Linked DNA regions of Sus scrofa: region 1 is linked to region 2. A link is a contact called in public Hi-C data. All regions are on one chromosome and are shown on one strand. The core of a region is the stretch at or near the end of the contact, and the rest is flanking DNA. Distances in the headings are between cores, read along the strand shown.

Evidence for each region. A called contact is a pair of places that touch in the nucleus more often than the background predicts.
Region 1: a Hi-C map of liver shows a contact between it and region 2, with 5 times the contacts expected there. The contact joins two enhancer-like sites. A contact is called at or near these places in 1 of 5 promoter capture datasets (liver), 4 of 47 Hi-C or Micro-C datasets (blood and liver) and 1 of 2 datasets of contacts at active chromatin or transcription factors (alveolar macrophages).

What each region holds. Positions count from the first base shown.
Region 1 is chr2:44,720,528-44,727,273 of Sscrofa11.1, forward strand. LOC106507279 (a long non-coding RNA gene) reads right to left here. Exons shown (of 7, transcript XR_001303160.2): 3 at 5,599-5,689. Among named protein-coding and RNA genes, the nearest start is that of PSMA1, 16 kb to the right of the region's middle. Within about 2 kb of position 1,719, at least 19 of the 83 cell types and tissues checked have an H3K27ac peak or open chromatin away from gene starts, as enhancers often do. A contact at or near this core is called in liver, where this site is marked.
Region 2 is chr2:44,591,201-44,597,698 of Sscrofa11.1, forward strand. All of the region lies in intron 1 of PDE3B (cGMP-inhibited 3',5'-cyclic phosphodiesterase B), which reads right to left. Among named protein-coding and RNA genes, the nearest start is that of PDE3B, 20 kb to the right of the region's middle. Within about 2 kb of position 3,836, at least 3 of the 83 cell types and tissues checked have an H3K27ac peak or open chromatin away from gene starts, as enhancers often do. A contact at or near this core is called in liver, where this site is marked.

The DNA.
Region 1 (6,746 bases), core at 469-2,968, 130 kb after region 2:
AGGAAAGGGTTCTAAATACCCTCAAATGAGGGAGGGTTTCTTTGGTACCAAGTTAGCAGGAGGAGAGATGCCATACATGCCACTGAGGCACCATCACTAAAAGGGACAAAAAATCAGGAAAATACAATCAAATCTTTGTTTTTATAATTGTAAAGGTACTATTTTCTTTTATTTGGCCATGCCCACAGCGTGTGGAAGTTCCCAGGCCAGGATTCAAACCTGTGCCATAGCAGCAACCAAGCCACTGCAGTGATAACACCAGATCCTTAACCTGCTGTGCCACAAGAGAACTCCTAAATACACTTCGAAATTTTACAATTGTTACTGCATATTCTTTACTTTTAAAAAAAATTTTAAGCATGGTACAGAGGGTTTTTAAGTATATGTTGGTTGGCTCGCTTTCAAAATTAATTAAATGATTAAGAGATAAATCATTTCCATTTTTTTCTATTTCTTTTAGTCCCACCTGTGGCATGTGGAAATTCCCAGGCCAGGGACTGAATTCTCACCACAGCTGTAACCACAGCCACAGCAGTGACAATTCTGGATGCTTAACCTCCAGATCATTTGCATTTTTAATGTCTTTAGCATCTTTAAGCGATTTGATCACTGTTTATAGGCATTGTAATTTTTCTTGGAATCTATTTCTACACAATGAAACTACTGATCACACTAATTATAAAAAGAAAGCAAACTGTTTGCAAAAAGTTCCATTACAAAGACTATGAGAGGAGTTCACTCCACAGCTCAGTGGTTAACAAACCTGACTAGGATCCATGAGGATGTAGGTTCGATCTCCGGCCTCACTCAGTGGGTTAAGGTGCTGCCATGAGCTGTGGTATAGGTTGCAGACGTGGCTCGGATCTGGCATTGCTGGGACTGTGTGTAGGCCAGCAGCTGCAGCACTGATTTGACCCCTAGTCTGGGAACTTCCATATACTACAAGTGCAGCCCTGAAAAGCAAAAAAAAAAAAAAAAAGACTACGAGATGGGTTCCCTGGTGACTTAGTGGGTTAAGGATCTAGCATTGTCATTGCTGTGGCTCGGGTCATTGCTGTGGTGCAGGTTCAATCCCTGGCCCAGGGAACTTCTGCACATCAGGGGCAAGGCCATAAAAATCAACAAATAAACAATGAGATATTTATAGAAGAGCTAGAATATTCTCCTGAGATTTGTAAGCTATCTACCCTGAGGCATAGACCACACTAAATTCTCAATGTTTTTGCAAATTTTGCATGCTTTGTCTTGATATACTTTTAAATGAATCAAGAAGGGGGAAAACCCTTAGGGGTTTGAAAGTCAGGACTTCACTTTTCCTCTTCCCAGCACCTTCTTCTCAGGCTCTTCCCTCTTTTAAGAAGGACGTACATGTGGGGAAGAAGAGTGTGGGCAGAGAGGAAGCAGTGTCAGAGCTTGAGAGCCCTGCCAGTTAGTTAAAGGTCAGCACAGAAGGGACAGTCTATTGAGAGGACAAGGAAACTGACCTCTCTTGAGCCAGCTAAACTGGATGGCAGCCAGTCTATCTTCCCCCTGGGCCTGAGTGGAGCTCCCCACAGTTTTGTGTGGCCCTGCATTAAGATAAAAGTGCTCTGGAAAAACAGGGTCTAGCTTCACCTTTTTAAAGGAACAGACCAAGCCAGGTTTTAGCCAGGGGTCAAGGACCAGAGGATAGAGAGGACTAAGCTGGTATTTGCTGTGTCCAAAATTTCAGCTTATTTGGAAAGACTGAAACTAAGTAAAGATTTCTTATTAGCATAGAACAGGAGTTGTGAAATCTGGTCAAAGGGTTGTATGCAAGGATGCCTTTTTTTATACATACTCTCACGGTGAAGTGGGGAAAGTAGTGAAAAACACCACAGTCTAATTAGGGAAGAAAATTACTTTTTTTTTTTTTTTTGTCTTTTTGTCTTTTGTTGTTGTTGTTGTTGCTATTTCTTGGGCCGCTCCCGCGGCATATGGAGATTCCCAGGCTAGGGTCGAATCGGAGCTGTAGCCACCGGCCTACGCCAGAGCCACAGCAACGCGGGATCCGAGCCGTGTCTGCGACCTACACCACAGCTCACGGCAATGCCGGATCATAAACCCGCTGAGCAAGGGCAGGGACCGAACCCGCAACCTCATGGTTCCTAGTCGGATTCGTCAACCACTGCGCCACGACGGGAACTCCAGAAAATTACTATTTTTAATAGTTTTTTAACATTTCTCATACCAACAATTTTCTTCTGACTAGGACACAGGAATGATGCACCCGAGTTTTTGTCCCCCTCCTCAGAATGAAAGCAGAAGTAAAATTCTTTTCTCACAAATAAAATGCACATTAAAAAAAAAGCATTAAATCAACATTAGATGACTTATTCTAAAACTATATTTTCCTTTAATTGGACTTTTCTTCAGATTTTTAAGAGGAAAAGTTGACATTTAACCCTATATGTTAGTTCCTTTTTTTCTTTCATGAATTTTTTCCTCACATTTACTTTCTGGTGGAAGTAGTATTTTATCATTCTGTGAAAATCCCACTGAAATCCAACAGTTATTAGTAACATGGTATATGTAAAACTGAAAAAATAGACATTTATGATGGATCATTTTGCACCTTCTGCATTTAGATGATCTCAGCCTATTTTCTGGAAATGTGCATTGAAGCAGAAGTGATATTTTATCTCCCCTGAGGCTAAATCTTTCCCAAATGTCTGTTTAGTTCATTGTGCTTTTTACAGAAGGAAGAATCTTGAGGACTAGGTCCAATAGGGGAAAATATTGCCCAAAGTGGCCTGAGAAAATATAGCTGGATGATGAGTCCCAGTTTTCATCATCTAAGTTGCAAAGAGACAAGTTCACGGCCCAGAAGACAACCTTGTGCATTTGAGAGCCAGGCAAATGCTGAGAAGCAAGCAGTAAAGCTGAAGCCAGGGGAGTGAAGATCTGAACAGAGCTAGGTGGATGGAGAGGGTCAAGGGAGGGGTTTCAGTTCTGAAGCCACAAATGGGAAGCAGGTGCCTGGGTGCCCTTTTATGTCAGTTGTTGAGAGGTTCTGCTGCTTGGAGCAGCTACCCAACACCCCAGGCCAAACACTGCAAAGCAATAGATATATACAATCTATTTTTATTTTCTCTTTTATATACTTTATTTTCATCTCAGTACGAGACAGTTTTTTTATCCTTCCATTCTTTCTTCTGTGGGTTCCCGTTTTTAAATTTCATTCTCTACGCTCTAGGCTCCTTCTTGGAATTTTTGTTCATCTTGTTTTCTTTAAGACTGTTGGAAAAGTTAGCACTTTTGCTGTTTTTTTTCTTTTTTTCAATCTATGTTCATGTAGTCTGACCTGGAAACCAGGACTTTATGTTGGTCTGGGTTTCTCAATCTCTAATCAACTCTGTGGAAAGTGGAATAGCTTGGCAACAGGCATAATAATAATAATAATAATAATAATAATAATAATAAATTACAGTGAACACAGAACTAAGAAACAAGATTCAAAAACAAGGAGGTGTTCCCATTGTGGCTCAGCGGAAACGAACTGAACTAGTATCCATGAAGATATGGGTTCGATCCCTGGCCTTACACAGTGGGTTAAATGATCTGGTGTTGCTGTGGCTGTGGCTGTGGCTGTGGCGTAGGCCAGCAGTTGTGGCTCCAATTTGACCTCTAGCCTGGGGACTTCCATATGCCACAGGTGCGGCCCTAAAAAGCAAAGAAAAAAAATATGTGGGCTTTCATCTGAAAATATCTATTCTGATCAACTGAGAAGCACTCCTACTATAAGTTAATAACACCTCTCTATGTGGAGAAGAACAAATCCATAGGGAAATTCTGCCTTAGAGCGTGAAGTTTGCTTTGTGTATTACCTTCTGGTGAAATTCCTACATATAAACAAACCTTTGAAAATCCAAGTTGAAAACAATGGCTGCCACTAGTAAGATTTCCAAGGATACTTTTAAAAAACAGAGTAGGTTTTGTTTTTCTGGCACAGCTACTTCAAAGATCTCACTTAAATTCATGCATGGTCATTTTATATCTCCCATTTATGTACTCTTATTTGCTGAACTTAAGTTTTGTGAACGAGTTATTTTAAAAAAATACTTTTTGAAATTACCCACACCCTAAACAGCAGGACTGCTGTGTGTATACAAATGCTCTGGAAAGGCACAAGTCAGGTATTGGGTGTAGGCACAGGACAAACCGCATGGTCTGCCTTGGCAGCCCTGTCCTCACCTGCAGGCTGCCCACACACACTCCCTTCCAAAACGGTGCCCCTCTGATGCCAATTGGCTGACTGAGCTACTGTGGGAGGGAGTCTATGGGAGGGGTGGAGGAAGGGGATGTGGATAAAAATTTTATAAACTAAACTTCAAGTTTAAAACTTGATTTACCCTTTCAGCCAAATTCACAGTGAAAGATCCATCTCCTCTTAAAAACCTTGGACACTGAAGAGTTAAAAGAGTATGGAAGCTGGTGTAGCCTGGGGCTGTCATCCAAGGCCAGCAGCAGGAAGGGTTTGGTTCTGGCTAAGCTACAGACAGGCCATCTGGATGTGCGGAAGGCCTAGAATGCCAGAAGCAGCTTTTCTTTTTGGTGTTAGGCTTCATTAAGTTCAGCCTGGGGAAGAGTCTTTTCAGTTTAAGACCCAAACTGAGAAGTCTTCTTTGAACAGGGATTTGATATTTTGAATTTTATATAAAACAAACACCCACTACATATACTCTTTTGGGAAAGAAGGTCATGAAAAGCAATGTCCACGATTAAACATATTTTTAAAAGGATGTAGATCAGATTCACTTGACTTGTAAATATATGTGTAGTCTTTAAATAATTTTGCTAGGAATAGATAAATCTGGGTAGGTTATTCAAAAAAATATACATATTTTTGTACAGCACCACTTTGTGACTCTTATGAAGAATTATTTCATTGTTTTTCCAATAGTCCACTTGGAAAGGCAAGTTTACCACATTGAATTTAAAATTATTTTCTTTCTCCATTTTTGTTTTATATTTAATTATATTACATTTGGCATAATGCTACGTGGGCCAGTTGTAATTCCTTTCACAGGAAATTTTTCTTTACTAAAATTGAGGAAAACAAAATGCTGGAGTTCCCGTCGTGGCTCAGTGGTTAACAAACCCGACTAGCATCCATGAGGACGCAGGTTCAATCCTTGACCTCTCTCAGGGGGTTAAGGATCTGGCATTGCCCTGAGCTGTGGTGTAGATCACAGATGCAGCTAGGATCCCCTGTGGCTGTGGCTGTGGCTGTGGTGTAGGCTGACAGCTACAGCTCCGATTGGACCCCTGTCCTGGGAACCTCCATATGCCTTGGGTGTGGCCCTAAAAAGACAAAAAAAAAAAAAAAAAAAAAAAAGAAAAGAAAAAGAAAAACAAAATGCTGCAGGGAAATTATAGCAACTTCCTACTCTATATCACTCATGAACATACACTCTGGAAACCACCCTCTTTAAGAGATATGATCTATTCTTCCCTAGCTATAGCAGCCTGTGTTGAACTTGTAGTGTGTTATCCTTAACAATTAAAGGAAAAAGTGAATGTAAATTCATTCAAACAAAACAAAGCAGGAAAGGGATAATTCCTTAAGAGAATGCTTACCTTAAGGAAGAGAAAATGCACGTTTCTTTCTGGTTGGGGACAGGGGTGGTGGTGAGGTGATTTTATTTCTCTCCAAGGTGTTAATTGCCACCTAGCAGCAGAAAAAGGAATTGCGCATGTAACTTTGGACTTCAATTCTAGAAAACACTGATTTCAAAGGGCACGTCACTTAGAACATCTAAGGAATTATTAACCTCCTGGTAGAATAATTTGAATTTTCCCATCTTGTTGTGAGGAAAGAAAAAGAAATGCAACAAATGAAAAATGTTGCCTAATTTATAAGAATATTCTTTCGATCCTAAAATGTCTCTGTTCTTTTATTTCTCAATGGTTACCCTTGCCACCTCAGCAACAGGCCAAAGGAAAAGAAACTCTGAAGCCATTTTGACACTTAAAAAAAATTGCTGGCTTTGACCCATTAAAGGAAGAAATGCCTGTTTTTAATATAGAAAGTGGTTTTCCAAACAATCTCAGGGTTATTTGTAAGAAAATGAGACCAGAATACATTTTATTTTGCTAGGGTACTAAGAGTTCATTTTACTTTTATTTTTTTCCTTTTGGCCTTGCCTGCGGCATGTGGAAGTTCCCAGGCCAGGGATTGAACCCTCACCATAGCAATAACCTGAGCTGCAGCAGTGACAATGCTGGATCGTCAACCCACTGAGCCACAGTGAACTCCTCAACAAGATTTTATTTATTTCTGAAAATTAAAAGGCTTTTTTTAAAATAAAGGATGAAATAATTTCCAGACCAAATGATTACTCAAATGTGCTAAACAGGAGTTCCCACCGTGGCTCAGCAGTAACAAACCCCACCAGTATCCATGAGGATCTGGGTTCGATCCTTGGCCCCACTCAGTGGGTTAAAGATCCAGCGTTGCCGTGAGATGCAGCTGGGATCTGGCATTGTTGTGGTGAAGGCCAGCAGCTGCAGCTCCAATTTAACCACTAACCCAGCTGGGGAACTTCTCTATGTTATGGGTGCAGCCCTAAAAAGAAAAATAGGAGTTCCCTTAGTGGCTCAGTGGTGAACGAATCTGACTTAAGGAACCATGAAGTTGTGAGTTTGATCCCTGGCCTTGCTCAGTGGGTTAAGGATCCGGCGTTGCCATGAGCTGTGGTGTAGGTCGTAGACGAGGCTCGGATCCT
Region 2 (6,498 bases), core at 2,586-5,085:
ATTACTTCATTGTATAGCAGAAATTAACAACATTGTAAATCAACTACATTTCAATAAAACTTTAAACAAATGAAAAAATTTTCAGTTTCTATAAAGATTCAAAAACAGGCAAAACTAATTTATTAGGATAGAGGTCAGAATCGTGGACATTTCTGGATGAGGCTATTAACTGGGAGAGAACATGAATGAGCCAGCTAGGGTTCTAGAAATGTTCCTTATTTTGATATGAGTGATAATTATATGGGTATATACATATGCCAAATTTTGTGGAGCTATATATCTGACATTTGTTCACTTTATGTTATGTATAATATACCTCACTAGAAAAGAAAAGGAAAAATAAATCTATATTTGATGGCTCATGTTGAATCAATATGACTAACATCTTATTTATCCAGAGATTCTTATCAAAACAAGCAAAAAAGGTCTCTGCATAGTCAAAATAGATGTTACAAAGTCCATACACTTTATCCATTAGAAAGACTTAAAGGCCTTTTCATCCTTACTTTTACTGGCCAATTCCAACTAGCTTGGTTAGTTTCCTGACCTACTGTTAATAATCAGCAACAAATAAGAGAAGGTGAAGAGGATGTCTGTTAAAGATTGATAACTAAGAAATAAGAGCTAACAGCAAGAAGCAAGCAAAATAACTATTAAAGAGCAGGCAAAAATTCAAAATACCAAGTCTGAGATCACTTAGTACATGGCAAGGACAATTTATAAGGCTCTTAGGGCATGACGCAAAGAAACAGTGCTTAAAAAGACAATGCTTCCTTATCAGGGAAATAACTCTTTTCATCAAGATCAATTCAGTAAGCAGAAACAGGAGTAAACATGAATTTTTTTTTTTTTATCTTTTTGTCTTTTCTAGGGCCGCACCTGCGGCATATGGAGGTTCCAGGTTAAGGGTCTAATCAGAGCTACAGCCACAGCCACGCCAGATCCAAGCCGAGTCTGCAACCTATACCACAGCCCACAGCAACACTGGACCCTTTATCCCACTGAGCAAGGCCAGGGATCGAACTCACAACCTCATGGTTCCTAGTTGGATTCATTACCACTGAGCCACGACGAGAACTCTGTATTTTTTTTTTAAATGTATTTAAATTAAAATGGTATTATTTGTAAAAAGATAAACTTAGTTACCTGAAAAAAAATACTTAATTTAACATAATCACACTTCTGGAGTTTGCTATGTAAATTATGACTAATAATTTACTACCATCTTCCTACCTGGCAAACTATAAAAATTAGCAGATCTGTATTAAGAATGCAAAGTTCTCCCTAGAAATGTTTTTTTTTTTTTTGACTTTTTGCCTTTTCTAGGGTGCTCCTGTGGCATATGGAGGTTCCCAGGCTAGGGGCCAAATCGGAGCCATCGCTGCCAGCCTATGCCACAGCCACAGCAGCTCAGGATCCAAGCCCTATCTGCAACCTACACCACAGCTCACAGCAATGCTGGATCCTTAACCCACTGAGCAAGGCCAGGGATCGAACCTGCAACCTCATGGTTCCTAGCTGGATTTGTTAACCACTGCACCATGACAGGAACTCCTCCCTAGAAATTTTTTAAAAAGCATCTTAGCACTGAAATTATTCATTCTATCAACATTGGTTAATTGAAAATCATTCCAACACCTAGGAATTTTTAACCAAATCTAAGCATGTTTTAATAAGCCATATCTGAAAAAGTAACATCAAAGTTATTTAGAATACTACTAAACTACCACAATGTCATCTCAAATTGTTATATGCCATCTGTCTCTCTCTCTCTCTCTTTTTTTTTTTTTTTTTTTTTTTTTGTCTTTTGTCTTTTTAGGGCCACACCCTCAGCATATAGAGGTTCCCAGGCTAGGGGCCAAATCGGAGCCCTACGCCACAGCCACAGCAAGATGGGATCCGAGCTGCATCTGCAACCTACACCACAGCTCACAGCACTGCCAGATTCTTAACCCACTGAGTGAGGCCGGGGATCAAACCTGCATCCTCCCGAATGCTAGTTGGATTCGTTAACCACTGATGCACAACAGGAAGCTTCTTTTTTCTTTCAAAGAGGGAATTCCTACCCACAAGGACCTGCATTAGTCTCCATTCTCCCAACTTTGAATATTCACCTAAACTTCCTCTATAAACGCTATTATTCACCTAAAGCAATCTTCCTCTACTGGAGAAGATTACTGTTGGGTTCTCTGATTTCAATAACATATTCTTTAGGTATCCTCCACCTTGCATTATTTTCAATGATGGAATTATGAGTATTAGGTAGCAATGAGGAAAAAATGCCATGTTAAGTGCTAAAAAAGAATAGTATTTAGTGCAATAATTCAATTCAAGAAACTATTTGGTATATGCCAAGCAAAGGGGATGCATAAATAAGAAACTGTCCTTGCATTTAAAGAACACAAAATAAGGAAGTACGAAAGACCTGTCAATACAAATATATTGAGTATAAAGAGCAATAGTAGATGCACACTGAGAAGGAAGTGACTCAATATTGTCAAGAGAAGTAAGAAATGAACAAAGGCAGAATCCAGCCTCAGTTTTAAAATTCAGTGCTCCATACAACTATGTCAAAACTACAGTAGCAAAACCGAGGACATACAAAATTTAAAATGCTTGTTGTAGGAGTTCCCTATGGTGCAGCAGGTTAAGATCCGGAATCGTCACTGCAGCGGCTCAGGTTGCTACTGTGGCACTGGTGTGAACTCTGGCCCCAAGAAGTTCCACATGCCACAGGTGCAGCCAAATAAAATAAAATAAAATAAAATACTTGTTGCATAAAACGTGTTAAGATTACCAAGGACCTCCATTTTCATGTTGAAAGGCAATGCCTTTTCCTCAACCCTACTGTTTCCATAAGTTGGAATTTTCCCTAAAACTCCTGGCCTCTCTTTATCCCCTCACTATTTTTCTCCTAGAAGGGGAATAATAGTACATGATTGGTAAGTTTAGACTAAAGAATTACATACCATAATTCTACCTGTTGCCTTTTGCTCTTGGGAGCCTATCTGCCAGCTGGAAGTTCTCCAGTGCTCCTCCACAAATAGGCTTTCCTAGCAAATAGGGAAGATGTTCCTGGCCCTGTCCTGTCTGTGACCAGGTATGTCTATTTAACTCTGGGCTTCATATTAGAAAGTAAAACAGCCTGCATATATAAGCCATGTGCTGCAACATGAGCTTTACCAGGAATAAAGGTGGTATTCTGATACTCATCTATCATTCTTTTCTCAGTTTGTTCAAAATTTGGGGAAAAATGTGGGTGTTATTTATTGAGCCCTCTTAGGTGCTACAATATTATAATGTCTTCTTATTTAAAACAAAATCTTCACTTTTATCTTATACTAAACTCCTGGGTATAATATCCATACATAATTCTTCTTCATAGCCCTCTAGTTCCTAGCAGAACATTCACCCTAGCAATGTTTGCTGAAGGAGTGAATTTTCAGAGAGCAAAGCTAATTCTACATGGTGCCTAATTTACAACAAAAGAAAAATGACTTGTAAAATAATAAATATTGGTGTTTACTAAGGCATACATAGGTATTTAACTTCTAAGGAAAGATATTTTCCCACATATTTATAAAAATTCACATCCATAATTATTTTCGTCTGCTTTAAAGCATCATCACTTAAGTAGTGAAAGGTCTTCAGGGAACTTTATCTAAAAAATGGAACTAAGCGTTAAATTAAAGAAGCAGTAAAGCTTGGTGCCTAATGGTGACTGGAGGGTAGGAGAAATCACTTTTTTACATAGCGTTCCTAGCCTTCTGTTTCCTCATCTCTTGTCTCCCTCTTATCAGCCCTGGGGTTAGGCTCCATAAAACTGTCAACATGCTTAGCAGACAGTGAACTATGAAGCAAGACTTACGAGTGAGGCCATTTGTTTGAAGTTCCAGGGTACTTCCAAAGTGAAAAACTGGAACAAAAGTTTAAGGGACAGAAAGTTATAGTTGCAATAGTTGACGAATTCGTCGTCTGGTAGACCAAAGGTTCTTAATCTTTAACACTGAAACTTCAAAAGATTAAGTACTCCAATTAGCTCTTTTAATCGCTTTTGAAATCATCAGTTGCATCTTTTCTTTGTTGTCCTAATACCGAACAACTGATGAAAGAATTTCCCCCATAAAATCTCTCATGCACACATTTTTTACTTAATACAGATTGTAAGAGAAGTATCAGAACAATAAAAAGGGATTGCTTGGAGTTGCCTGGTGGCTCAGCAGGTTAAAGATCTGGCATTGTCACTGCTCTGGTACAGGTTTGATTCCCTGGCCCAGAAACTTCAGCATGCAGTGGACATACCCCCACCTTCCCAAAAAAGAATTGCTTGAAAGATCTAAATTGCAATTAGCTTTACCATTGATTTTAGAGTAATTTGGCATAAAGCACCAAGCAATTCAAAGATGAAAGTCTGAACTATTAGTAACAACAAACACTAACCTTGCATGACAACCTGTCAGGTGCCAGGATCTGTTTTAAGAATTTAACAAGTTATCAACTCATTTAATCCTCACAATGCCTCACATCAGTGAAACAGATGCTATTATTATTATTACTATTATTATTATTATTATTATTATTATTGCTTTTTAGGGCTGTACTAGCAGCACATGGTGGTTCGCAGGCTAGAGGTCGTATCGGAGCTACAGCTGCCGGCCTACGCCACAGCCTCAGCAACGCCAGATCCGAGCTGAGTCAGCTCACGGCAACGCGGATCCTTAACCCACTGAGCAAGGCCAGGAATCAAACTTGCAACCTCACAGTTCCTAGTCGGATTCATTTCCGCTGTGTCTGGGCGGGAACTCAAATAGATACTATTATTAACCCCAGTTTACACCTGGGAAAACTGAGGTACAGAGAAGTTAAACAACTTGCCCAGTATCTTGTCAGTGGCAGAGATGCCATTTAAACTCTGAAGCAGTCTGGCTTCACAATTGTGCAACACAGCTTATTGTTAAGGAGAACACCAAAGACAGGAGGGAATTGGAACCATCTCCACCTAGAGCTCTTTCCTTCATTCAAGGGCAACGCAGAACTATTATGAAAAATGACAGAGTAAACACAACAATAGATAACCACTGTCAACTCCAAAATGCACTATGAGAAATACGAAACAGAAATGTTTGACCCCTGTTCTCAGGAAGTCACATCGCACTTAGAGACAACAAGCATACACGTGAGAAAATGTGCATTAATCAATAACACCAAGCTCTTTGTCATTTCTCCCAAACCAGGTCCTTTCCCCATATTCCCTATGTTAACTAATGACACCACTAACCTTTCAGACACTCAGACCTAAAATATCTTTAGACCTCTCTTTCTTCATATAAAAATAGTCATACCTTTCTGTCTCCCCACTCCACCATTCTCACTAGAGAGAAAAGATCCTCACTCCATCTCACTATTTTTTCTTCCACGGTAAAGGCTATTTTTTTCTAGTTTTAGTTCTGGCTTGTTCTTCCCTCATGAACAAATGAGGCACTGTTAGTAATGTTTCAGAACATCAAGGTTACTTAATTTTAACCTGTATTTTACTATCAGCATTCATTTTTGATTTCAGTTCTTCCTTCTGCCTGAAGTATACATATTTTTGCTTGTAGAAACTGTTTTTCCTGGTCTGAAATGGTTTTAATACGTTCCCTTTCTAGAAAGACAGTTTTGCTTAGCTTTGGTTTCTACTTTGACAGTTATTTTCCCTCAGCACATGACCAATGACAGTCTACTGTTTTCTGGCACTCTTACTATTAATAAGTCACTTTTCAATATAATTGCCATTCATTTTTTGGGTAAATAACTTCTCTTTTCTCTCTGCCTTCTTTCAGTACTTCTCTCCACTGTGGGTGTTCTGAATTTTTCAATGATAGAAACTAAGAGTGGATTTCTTTTTCTTTACTCCACTTGGGCTTTCTGGATATTGGTTGGTATTTTTCATCAGCTCTATAAAGTTCTATTTTACAGCCATTATCTCCTCAAATATTGTCTCTTCTCCCTTTTATGATCATCTTTTGGAACTTCAATTAAATTCACATTAAACTTTTTCCTTTATTATCTAAGCTTTTTTTGTCTTTTGTTTTGTTTTGTTTGTCTTTTTGCCTTTTCTAGGGTGGCTCCCGCAGCATGTGGAGGTTCCCAGGCTAGGGGTCTAATCCGCGCTTTAGCCGCCAGTCTACGCCAGAGCCACAGCAACTTGGGATCTGAGCCGCGTCTGCAACCTTCACCACAGCTCACGGCAACGCCGGATCGTTAACCCACTGAGCAAGGTCAGGGACCGAACCTGCAACCTCATGGTTCCTAGTCGGATTCGTTAACCACTGAGCCATGATGGGAACTCCTATTATCCAACTTTTCTTGATCCCTCTTTCTTAATTTCCACCTCTTTTTCTCTCTGCAAAACATTGTGGACAATTTAGTTCTGGCTTGTTCTTCCCTCATGAACAAATGAGGCACTGTTAGTAACGACAATTTCTTTGAATCTATCTTCTGGTTTGCATATCCTGT